2 separate regions of the Zea mays genome follow, and region 2 is linked to region 1. The links are chromatin contacts, called in public Hi-C maps. All regions are on one chromosome and are shown on one strand. The core of a region is the stretch at or near the end of the contact, and the rest is flanking DNA. Distances in the headings are between cores, read along the strand shown.

What was found. Hi-C and Micro-C count contacts between places; a contact is called where the count stands out from the background.
Region 2: a Hi-C map of leaf shows a contact between it and region 1, with 9 times the contacts expected there. The contact joins the promoter of LOC100282314 here to the promoter of LOC103637617 in region 1. A contact is called at or near these places in 17 of 25 Hi-C or Micro-C datasets (bundle sheath, ear, endosperm and 5 more) and 2 of 3 datasets of contacts at active chromatin or transcription factors (leaf and seedling).

The regions. Positions count from the first base shown.
Region 1 is chr1:87,023,926-87,029,530 of Zm-B73-REFERENCE-NAM-5.0, forward strand. LOC103637617 (putative magnesium transporter MRS2-G) reads right to left here and starts at 2,437. Exons shown (of 4, transcript XM_008659876.3): 1 at 1,477-2,437; 2 at 911-1,356; 3 at 1-274. The coding sequence starts at 1,894. It overlaps LOC100278262, which reads left to right and starts at 2,144. Exons shown (of 8, transcript NM_001151594.1): 1 at 2,144-2,349; 2 at 2,447-2,523; 3 at 2,634-2,675; 4 at 3,383-3,424; 5 at 3,989-4,072; 6 at 4,233-4,320; 7 at 4,733-4,830; 8 at 4,919-5,461. The coding sequence starts at 2,172. The coding sequence ends at 4,939.
Region 2 is chr1:87,200,117-87,205,721 of Zm-B73-REFERENCE-NAM-5.0, forward strand. It overlaps LOC100282314, which reads left to right and starts at 2,885. Exons shown (of 5, transcript NM_001155226.1): 1 at 2,885-3,415; 2 at 3,776-4,098. The coding sequence starts at 3,086.

The sequences.
Region 1 (5,605 bases), core at 1,187-3,686:
TGTTGCGAATTCCATCCAGCTGCATGAAGTAGGCCTCAAGTAACATCTCTAGGTCTTCCACATCATTATCCAAATGCATGCTCGTAGCAACGCTCAAGCTACGCCGGAAGCTAGAGTTCAACCTGGGCACACCAGGTCCAGCAAGAACAATGCTGTTGGAAGCAGCAGATGACATTAAAGCCTCAACCTGTTGGTTTTGTACTTGCTTCCTTGTTAGATACAGATGTTCCATGTCTTCATTATCATCCAGAAGATGTTCTATTTCATCCCTGACCTGATAAAATATGATGCAAAAATACATAACAGATCCCAGTACAGCAGCATATGAAATATTACCAAGATTCTCACAAGCACAACAGAAACACTCAGCAGCTCACCACAATATGATGTAAACAATAAGCTCAAGAGAGAACGAAAAAGAACCCTACAGTTTATACCAAAAACCAAATTGCAATGGCTTATTTCTATTTGTCTTCCTGCAGCTAAAATTAATCATGCCTCCTTTACCAATCCACATGGATACACAACTGTAAGTACATCAAGCAATTCTTTTTGCATGAGCATAAAGACAGATAAGAAGATCAGAGCAAACAGTCAAGCTGGATTCGTTTGTGACTCTATGCACAAAGCAACTAAAACTACAACAATTCACATCATGAGGCAATCTAAGCAGCACAGTCATAAATAGGCAAGGTATACAGGCTGTTTGAAGAACTCAACCATACCTCCATTTTTGCAAATAGAATAGACTGTTGGAAACCAATTAATTAGGATTATCTTAGTAATATAATGCAATGGCCTTTTGATCAACAAAATTGACATGCGACAATAAGAAACAACCATGGTTATACACTGTTCAAATTCAGGTAGATTGAGGAATTAAGCACACATAGTCTTTCTTTAATGATACCTTTTGCACACGGGCAAGCAAACGGGTAAGATGACTCTTAAGGCTCCGCACTCGCTCAAGGTTCCTTGTGCTCACATTCTTTGTCAGTTCGTCAAGCACTGGAGTAGCATGCCTCTCAAGGTCATCAACGCTAAGGTCCAACGATGAGCACACAATCTCGAGCGCGACCTCCAGCACATGGAACTCAAATGGAAACTCATGCTCTGCCCCGGTCGCCTCATTAAGACGGGGCACCTGGCCTCCATGCGAGCCCCCCTGTTTTTCTCCATTGCCATCAGGGGCACATTCACCATTCCCACCCACAAGGCTCCTCAGAGGCAGGTGCTGCCTCAATTGATCAACGAAAGGGAGCACTTCGTGCATGAGAGGGTCCAACAGGAGCACCTCCTCGGCAGTAACTATCGCTCTGATGAATTCGAGGTTGATCACCATTGTCTTCTCCCTAGCTGCAGAATAAATCGTTGTTAATTACTTGTACAATACCAAAGTTTTGCGTCTTCTTGCTTTTATCACCACAAAAGAAGGACCGAATATTAAATAGGGCAGGGAGAAGGGGGTGTGCTCACCGAGGATGCTGGAGGAGCGAGAGAATACGGGACCAAGGATCCGTAGGTCGCGCGAGGGAAGGCCAGCGCGGCGGATTATGGTGGCCTTGTCGAGCTCGACGACCTCGGAGGCACCCCAGCGGTCCAGCCGCATCCACAGGCGCGCGCCGGGCTTCTTCTTGGTGATCTTCCCCGACAAGGCACCCCCGGCGCCCGCGGTGACTGAGAGGGGAGAGGGCGGCTGGGCGGTCTGCCCCGCCGCTGCAGAGTCCGGGGTCGCGGACGGCGAGGCGGCGGTGGGGGAGGCGAGAAGAGCCCTCGTCGCGTTGTCCTGCTTGGAGGGGGAAGGGAGGCGACGCCCGGAGCGATTCCGCTTGGAGGAGGACGAGGAGGATCTGGTGAAGAACGGAAGCTTCCGGCCGCCGGATCGCTTCCCCATGGCGTTGCGGCGGCGGCGTGCCGCGGCACCGGCACGGTCCACGGGGGTGAATGGGTCGGACGGCGGGTTCTGTCGTCGTGGTCGAACTCCAAATCTGTGGTAGACGAGTGGGCCGGTCAGGGCCAACCGCTCGTGAGAGGAAGCCCTAGGATGCTGGTCGGACGGTTGAAATTGCGTGCAGCGTCAACGCGCCAAGTTGCCGCGCTGGCGCTTGCCGCGAAAGAGAGACCACTATCCAGAAGCGAAGATAATATCTTCGTCTTCCCCCTTCTCGCCGATGGCTGCAACACCCACTGCCGCCGTTTTGCTCGCGCGCCCGCTCATCGCACTCTCCAGTGCTTTCACCTCCCCTCATCGTGCGCGGGTGCCGAGCGATCCCTCCTCCATCTCGGTGCCGCCACTGAGGAGTCGATGGTGCCAGTGGCGCGGCCCGCTCCGATCGCTGCCCCCCGAAGGTAAGATGCTTGGTGTGGTGGCGAAGGCTGCGCGCTTCAGCTAGTTTGGCAGTACTCGGTTTCGGTTCACTTGTGTGATGATACCCGTGCGTCTCAGGAGCTCCGGCCGAGCTGATGGAAGAGGACTCCAAGTTTGTGCCGTTGAACGCGGACGATCCCATGTACGGCCCACCGGTGAGTTGCGCCTCGCAGACGCAGTTGTTCTAAATCGTTGCATGCCTGTCATGTGACTACGTGGAAACACTGAAATTACAGTATATCATGCTCTTATATGTGGATTTCAGGCGCTACTGCTCATCGGATTTGAGAAAGGCGAAACTGTCACGGTTAGTGATGTCAATGTGCAGAGCATTAGTATTTTTCTCCATTTTTGCACTATTACATTTAAATGAACCAAAACGCTTCAATGGTGGCGCTCACTGCTCAGTAGTTGTTTTAGGGAAAAAAAAGAAAAAGAAAAAAAGGATACTACCTCCTCCTCCGCCTTGAAAAGGATGCAATTCTAGCTCTGTACTTTTAGTCAAATCATTTAAAGTTTGACGAAATTCATACTTAGTACTGGAATACTCCTATACGACACCAAATAGATATATTGATGATGGATCTAATAATACTTTTTTGATATCATAAATATTGAGAGGTTTTTTTGTATAAACTTGATAAACTCTAGATGTTTCGTATAAACTTGGTCAAACGCTAGAACTGCATTCTTTTCAGGACAGAGGGAGTGATATTTGGTAGTACAGTTGAAAACAATCACACATAGGGCTGTGCTTCGTTAGATTCCACCAAGCACATGGCCTCCCTGTATATCGTGTACCCAAGTTCTAGATACTCTATATGCCCCAGGTGTACTTTTTGGTGCCAAATTTCTCATGTTGTCATGTAGGCATCTGCTCAGAAACCTGAACATTTCATGTTTAAAGAAGTTGTAGAAAAAATATTATGTCTTGCATTTAGTGACATAGGCAGTAGTAAAAAAATTGTGTTGTGCTGCCAGTTCCAACTTATGTGAGTTCCACAATTTGTGCAGATTCAGGCCTTCCTGAAAGAGCTTGAAGGTGAATTCCTCAAGGCAAGTCATGCATCGGCTGTCACTGACATATGCAAGAATGCTCTATCCATATACATGTTGATTAGAGTGATCAAGTCACTTGTTTATTTTTTATTCCATATACTGTCAGCAAACTAGAGCAATCTTTTACAATTTTGCCATTGATAAGTTATTATTCTGCCTAGGTTAGCTGTCAGTTTTCTATGATAGAGAAAATTAGTTCTACTATATGTTTTTTTCTCGAACGAGATGAGCAAATGTTGGAGAATTCTGCTATACGTTATTGCAGATGGTACATGAACTGAAAAAAAATATGTGCACTCTCTAACAAGAAAAAAAGTGAAATAAATTTGAGTTCAATGGACAAGGCTTTACTTTATTCGTGCTGTGTTGTAAAAAATGTCAACAACAGTACACTCACTAAGTCACTAGCAATATAATTCACTTTATACCAGTATTCTTTATATTGCCTTTCTCTTGTTTTTGTCCTTAGTGTGATTGCAATTTTTAGTTGGTAGAAGCAACCCTGAAAGTTCATCAAAGTCTGTTTGATTTTGTTCTTACAACACTTTTAGCTTGACTCAGGTGATCCATTGTACAGAGGAGATGACAAAGCAAACCTTATGGGATGCCATGCACACTGAGCAGCCTGATTTGGAAGCTGTCAAGGTTTGCATCAAAGACGCATATACCTATTTTTTTTAGCCTTTAGTATGCTAGTGCATATACCTGTGCAAAGAATTTAGTTTACGGATATTAAGTGGTATTTTATCCCCTACTCTTAAATTTTTACCTAGAACTCTAGCTATGGCGCATGTCCAATTCACAGATTGCAGGACCACTGCCAAGGATATGCATATTTTCTGGTCTAACTGGCGAGGAGATGATGATGTTCATCAACGCCTTCCCAGAAACCGGTAAGTTAGAGGTGTTAAAGTGTATAAGTGAATTGTTTATCTTTACCTAACTACTTAATATTTTGGGTTGAACAGGTTAGTATGTCCACTCTAATATGATATCAAAGCCTGTCTCGAATTTGAATTATGGAAGAGGCTTTATTTGTATTCTCGTCCCTTTATTTCCACATTTCTCTCTGGCTGCACGTGAGTGAGTAGAGGTGCTAAAGTGTATAATTGGATTGTCTACTTTCATCTAATAGCTTAAATTTTTAGGTTGAACTGGTTACCACTCTAACAAAAAGTTTTTCTTAAATTATGAAATGATGAAATAGATAAGGTGAAACTCTGTAATCAAGTAAATAAACAGAACCTCAACGCTTTAAGCTCAGGTCTCGTAAAACTGACACTTTTTTATTTACTTATTTTTCAGGGCTGGAAGCAGCTGCCTTTGCTGCGCTTGTCCCTAACAGTGCAGAGAAGGTTCTCGGCGAAGTGATCGAGGAAATAATGGGAGACCATGAGATGCTGGTTAGCTCTGTTTTTTTTACTAAGCAACATCATAGTAATCATTCTGTTTTTTCGTGTTCTGAGCTAAGTCCTCCCTTACGCTTTGCAGACAGGAAAGGACTCCAAATGAGAAGAATTTGAAGCACGGACATGCCTATCAAGAAAATTGTCACTTTGCATTCTGATATATGGCATCTAAATCTGATTCAAATTGCCGCAACAGGAAGCTGGGTATGGAAAAAACTGTTCAAGATAGTGTTGCAGAAGAAACATCAGTTTAATTTTTCTTCTGATAAATACGGGTCCTTTTCCATCTGGTCACCTCCAGAATTTGAGCTCCTACTTACTGTATGTCGTACATATAATATAGTTTATAGTGACCAACAAGTTGCTCATGACTGGCCAGCTTTTGGACTTTGGGGGCTTTCTGTCCGTTGACTTTTTTCTATTGATTTTTATAATATTTTATTTAGCTTTTCAGTACATAACAATCTAGAGAGGCTTCTCTCAGCGTGTTTTATAGCTTTTAGTTTATTTGTTTACTCAAAAGTCAGTTGTCCAGATTTTTAAACGCCAGGTCAACATCTTATGGCTTCTGGCTACCAGAAACTATTGAAACAAAGCTGAGATAAATATTTTGAGACATTCCCAATGATGGTCTCAAAATGTTTTTTTTCTTTCCCTACTACTTTATGGCCTACTACAGCGTTGCCGCTGCAAGCTTGCAACCACTCTTAAATATTTAGGGCTTGATTGATTGTTGTATGGCTAAGTCTGGTCCGTATCTAGTGAGCCC
Region 2 (5,605 bases), core at 1,635-4,134, 180 kb after region 1:
TCTCCGGTGGGCCTCCGCCGTTGATGCGAGCGGCGCCACCACTGGCGGGACCTTGCCGAGCTAGCCGCTAGATCCCAGGCGTCCGTCCAAGATCGGATGGCCCGAATCTAATGAGACCAAACCTAATCTCAACCGCCCGCTTGAAATCTGACCGCTCGGATTTCCCCCTCACTCGTGCCCCTGCCGCTAGGCCCGGCCTGTCATCCCCATTATGATGTGAATCTTTATGATACGATGATGTTATCTCGATGATGATCTTGTGATACTTCAGGGAACTCAGGCTGTTTCCTGAGTACCTCTCCATAAGGACCTGTTCGTTGAGTGACCACCCAGGATAACAGTGCAACCATGAGGGTGGAATGGAACACCCTTAGCTGAATAATTAGATGAACCTGGGGGTGTAGTTGGCTTTGCCGGAGGACCGTCAATGGAGGTCTAGGCATAGTGCTCGCTCTGCTAAGGGGTGGTGCCGAGGTTCATTCGTTTTGGTTTTGTTAGTCACCCACCTTAGGGAGGTGTACTATGTATGTATGACTGGTGAAACCTAACGAGCAGCTATGCACCAGGGGAGTCTTTGTAAAGGCTACGTAGTGTATCCCTGGTCATTCACCTCAGTAGTGAAGATCGGGTCTGTACAACCCAAGCTGGAAAGGGATCACGACTCGTGGGTAAAGTGTGCAACCTCTGCAGAGTGTTATAAACTGGTATATCAGCCGTGCTCATAGTTAAGAGCAACCTTGGGATCCTCTTTGATTAGAAGAACTTTGGATACTCTTATATGATGATGATTAATATTGATGATTATAATCCTGACCTCTAGTATTTCCTCTTGGAGGGAGTACTTTTGGGTAATAACTGGTTTATTACTAAAACTTGGCTATGCTATTAGTGATAAATACTTGACTAACTAAAAGCAATTGCTTAACCTTAACTCCACATACAGCTAGTCCACTTTAGCCAAATGAGATATTTGTTGAGTACATTGATGTGTACTCACACTTGCTTTAAAAACCACCCCACCCCAGGTTGTCCCCAACTGTAATCAGTGCTCAGGAGGAGATGCAGACAACATGGAGGACTTTGAGGAGTTCCAGGACTACGATGAATTCTAGTTATGTTAGTGGCAAACCCCCAGTCAACTGCTTGTAAAGGCCATATCTGCTACGTTCGCTTTTCCGCACTTTGATAATACTAATGACAATGTTAAGTAATGACTATGTGGATGTCTTGGACATCTTGATGTAATAAAGTACATTTCCGCTATTTACTTTGAACAATGTGTGGTGATGTCCAATTATATAATCGTCGTGTACATGAGTTTCTGATCCTGACACGTACATAATTCGCATTCGGTTTGTCTTCCAAAACTGGGTGTGACAACGGTCCTCGAGTAGATCAGACCATGCGGTTTAACACCTTTTTCTGTGTGTGTTTATCTATCTAAACTTGCGGATTCTATTGGGGAACACCTAGGAACGGGTTGAGACCTCCCCTATATATATGAAGGGACAGGGCCGATTACGGGCACCAACAATCGAACCAATCAATCTATATTTCATTCCTTCACTTTCTTGACCTAGGAGTAGCAGTAACGTAGCCTTCTTTCATCTCCATCTCCACCTCTCTTCGACTCTACATCGTCTAAAGGCATCTTGGATGGACTGACGACCCCAAGACAATCTTAGGATCTCTCCTCCCTGACGGGGTTCCTCCTAGAGGCGAGATCCAAGTGCTTTTGGCATCGCCGCCGCCCTTGCGCATATACGGACTGTCTAAGCACCACGCGCGGATCGTCTGGTTTAACACAGGGAAGACCCGCTCCTGCCGTAGGGTCACGGACCGTCCGCGCTGTAGAAGAGAGCACCGCCGCCGGTACATCTCGTTAGTGATTGGCGCTAGATCGATGCTAACACGTCGAAAATTTGCGCAAGGGAGGAGCCATTTTTCTCTTGAGGAAGAAAAGGGAACATTGATAGAAATATGTTGGATATTTTTTTACTTTTCCCTAAATCAAGGGTTAGAAATAGAATTATTAGGATCTATTAGAGATGATGGAACCTATGATCCAGTCCAAACGTATTCCAACCGCTATTACTCGGTTGTGTGAGACGAGATGAGAATCATCGATAGAACACTAAACGTGATGAAATGATGACGGAAAAAATCTCGTATCGTCATGTTCCGTATATATATTTTTTCGTTCATTTTCGAATTATTTGATAAACGATTAGAAATAAAATGAAAACGATCGTTTTCAAAATTTTCATTTTCGACTTGGGAGATATATCTGACATATAAACTATGTAAGCTGGACTGTTATGTTCAAGTGAATGAAGAAGGAAAAAAATTATTAGTTACTCTGGATAATATGAATATGAAGAAAATTATTTTTGTTTTAATACCTTAAAAATTAGACAATATACCACTTTATTATGTATTTATGAAAACTATAAAATATTTGTCATTTTATCTTTTTGAGAGTATCGTTTTGGAATAGCCGACAAACCCGGTCTCATAGTTCGACCGCTGATTTTCGTTTTGTTCTGTTCATAAAATACGAAAACAAAAATAATGTAGATGTTTTCTCATCATTTTCGACAGTGCATCGACTTTAACCTCTGGACTGGACACGTATCTCAAGTTTCACCTCACAGGACAGAGGGACAGACACACGCCCCGAAGGGCCAGAACAAACGTTCCATAGCCCACAGCATTGTCACATGACTCGCATTCGCATGGACCCACCCAGCCACGCCCCATGCCCACGCGCGCCCCACGTGTGAGACTGAGACGCCAGATCCATCCAACGGTTCGTGTCACACCACGCCAAGGCCGCACGCACCGCGGACGGGTCCACACGCCAGAGACTGAAGCTGGCAGGCATAAACTGTGGGGACTGGGGAGCTCGTTCTCTCCGCCGGCCCGCTCACTCTCCCTGGTCTCTCGTCTCCTCCACTCCAAGAGAACAGGCGCCGGCGAAAGGCGGGAGCAGCGCGCTGCCCATTCACCGCCCCCTGATTTCTTGGGAGTTGCGGATCGGTCTCCGGGGCAGCGTGGAACGGCTGGGCCCCTCGGATCGCCGGAGATGCTGCCCTACGCGACGGCGGCGGAGGCGGAGGCGGCGCTTGGCCGGCCCATGACGCCCGCCGAGGCGCTGTGGTTCCGGTACACCGCGGGGGTGTCCGACTACCACCTCTACTGCTGCAACATCCTCTTCCTCTTCGTCGTCTTCACGGTGGCCCCGCTTCCCATCGCGCTCCTCGAGCTCCGGGCCCCGGCCGCGGTCTCGCCGTACAAACTGCAGCCGCGGGTGCGGCTCTCCAGGGCCGAGTTCGTCCGGTGCTACAAGGACGTCCTCCGCATCTTCTTCCTCGTCATCGGCCCGCTCCAGCTCGTCTCCTACCCGGCGGTCAAGGTCGGTTCCCTTCCATCATCCTTCTGCGCTCGTTCGGTGATTCAGCGCAATGTACCTGATTGGTTCATGAGATCACGGCCTCTCGGGGGCGGATTCAGTACAAGATATCGCGTTTCCATACTGTTCTTGTGCCCCCTTGATCGATCTCTTCGTAGATACAGGAAAAGGTTTTAATTACATTTCCCTGCATGTTTTCCTCTCCTTCGAGGACTTCCTGATCTGGGTTCTGCTCCAATAACCCTTCTTAGATGCGTCCTATCTAGAAGATTCCTCTGAGTTTGCCTATTATTGTAAAGCAGAAAAAAATCTTCCATGCTAAAATTGTAATCTCATATATTTCGTTTTCTTTGATCAAATCAGTTTGTGGGAATTCACACGAAGTTGCCTTTGCCGTCCCTTGCGGAGTTGGCAGCACAGCTACTGGTGTACTTCCTTGTTGAGGACTACCTCAATTACTGGATCCACAGGTTTCTCCACGGGGAGTGGGGGTACCAGAATATCCACCGTGTTCACCATGAGTTCACTGCGCCAATAGGATTCGCAGCTCCATATGCACACTGGGCTGAGGTGCTGATACTCGGCATCCCCTCCTTCGTCGGGCCAGCCATTGTTCCAGGCCACATGATCACATTCTGGCTCTGGATTATACTCCGTCAGGTGGAGGCTATCGAGACACATAGCGGGTAAGGATTTTCTGTTGTATGTTTCCTGTCTATGGTACACCCATGCACAACAATTGAATTGATTTAACATGCTTTTATAATTATTATAGTTATTGTGCAACATTGTATTGCTTTTGTTGGTAGTGATGGATGTAGTTTGTGTGTGGAGCTCCTGGGTTACTGTGGTGTGCACAGCACTGACAATGATCTGAGTGAACGGAGTTTCTTCTCGCCATAAGTTTTTCATTGATTAGAAGCTGAATTAAACTGATGTTGATGTCTGCATAACTGATAGGATTGCCTTGAGAGTTCTTAGCTGGCTGTTTACTGTTAAAGGTTTTTTTACTCTATACTTCTTTGGGGTATTTCCTGGTAATGAAGGAATAATACACATGGATTAGCATTGGCTGCTGCTTTATGGTAATAGAAATAAAAATACTACAATAACAAAGCCTTTTAGTCCCAAGAAAATTGAGTTAGGCTAGAGTTGAGATCCAACAAAAGCCCCAAGTTAATGTTTCAGCATGTGATAGCTGTTTTTCATGCATTTTTATTTAAGGCTAAATCTTTGGGTATATTCCATCCTTTCACATTTCTTTTTACTCCCTCTTCCCATGTTAACTTCGGCCTTCCCTACCACTATTCCCATTACACACTAGTGCCTTTGGAGGCCTCTATTGAACATGTCCAAACCATCTCTACTGGTGTTGGACAAGTTTTTCTTTAATTGATGCTACACCTAGTCTATCACATATATCATTGTTCTGGACTCATCGCTGCTTGTATGTTCACAAATACAACATATACATTTTCACAACATTTATCTACTGAACATGTCATGTTTTTTAGGCCAACATTCTGCACCATACAACATACCAAATTTAATTGCCGTTTTATAAAACTTGTCTTTTAGCTTCTGTGGTACTCTTTTGTCATATAGTGCGCCAGATGTTTGACACCACTTCATCCACCCTGCTTATATTCTATGGCTAACATTCTTCAATATCCCCGTATCTTTATAACATTGATCCTAAATATCAAAAGTATCCTTCTTAACACTACTTGGCCTTTCAAATTAACATCCCCTTCCTCGACTATAGTAGTACCGAAGTCACGTCTCTTATAGTCGCACACCTGAAAACGAAAGTCTGCCACCACAAGCTTACACAAGCTTATGGTGAGAGACAACAAACTCTTAGGTACCACTTTGCAATTCAAGCATTGAAGCATGCCCGTTTATCCTCTCTTCTTCCGAGGACAAAGTCAATCTGACTACAGTGTTGATCACTACTATAGGTCACTAAATGGGATTATATCTTCCTAAAGAAAGTGTTGGCTATCAATAGGTAAAAAGTTATCGCAAAGTCTAAGACTTCCTCTCCCTTTTGATTCCTAGTACCATACCTAAAACCTCTATGAACCGCCTCGAAACTTGCACTTGTTGTACCTACATGTCCATTGAGATATCCTATTCTCCTATGAAAAGCTTCTCACTAATAGGCATAGCTCTAGCCATGACATCTAAGTG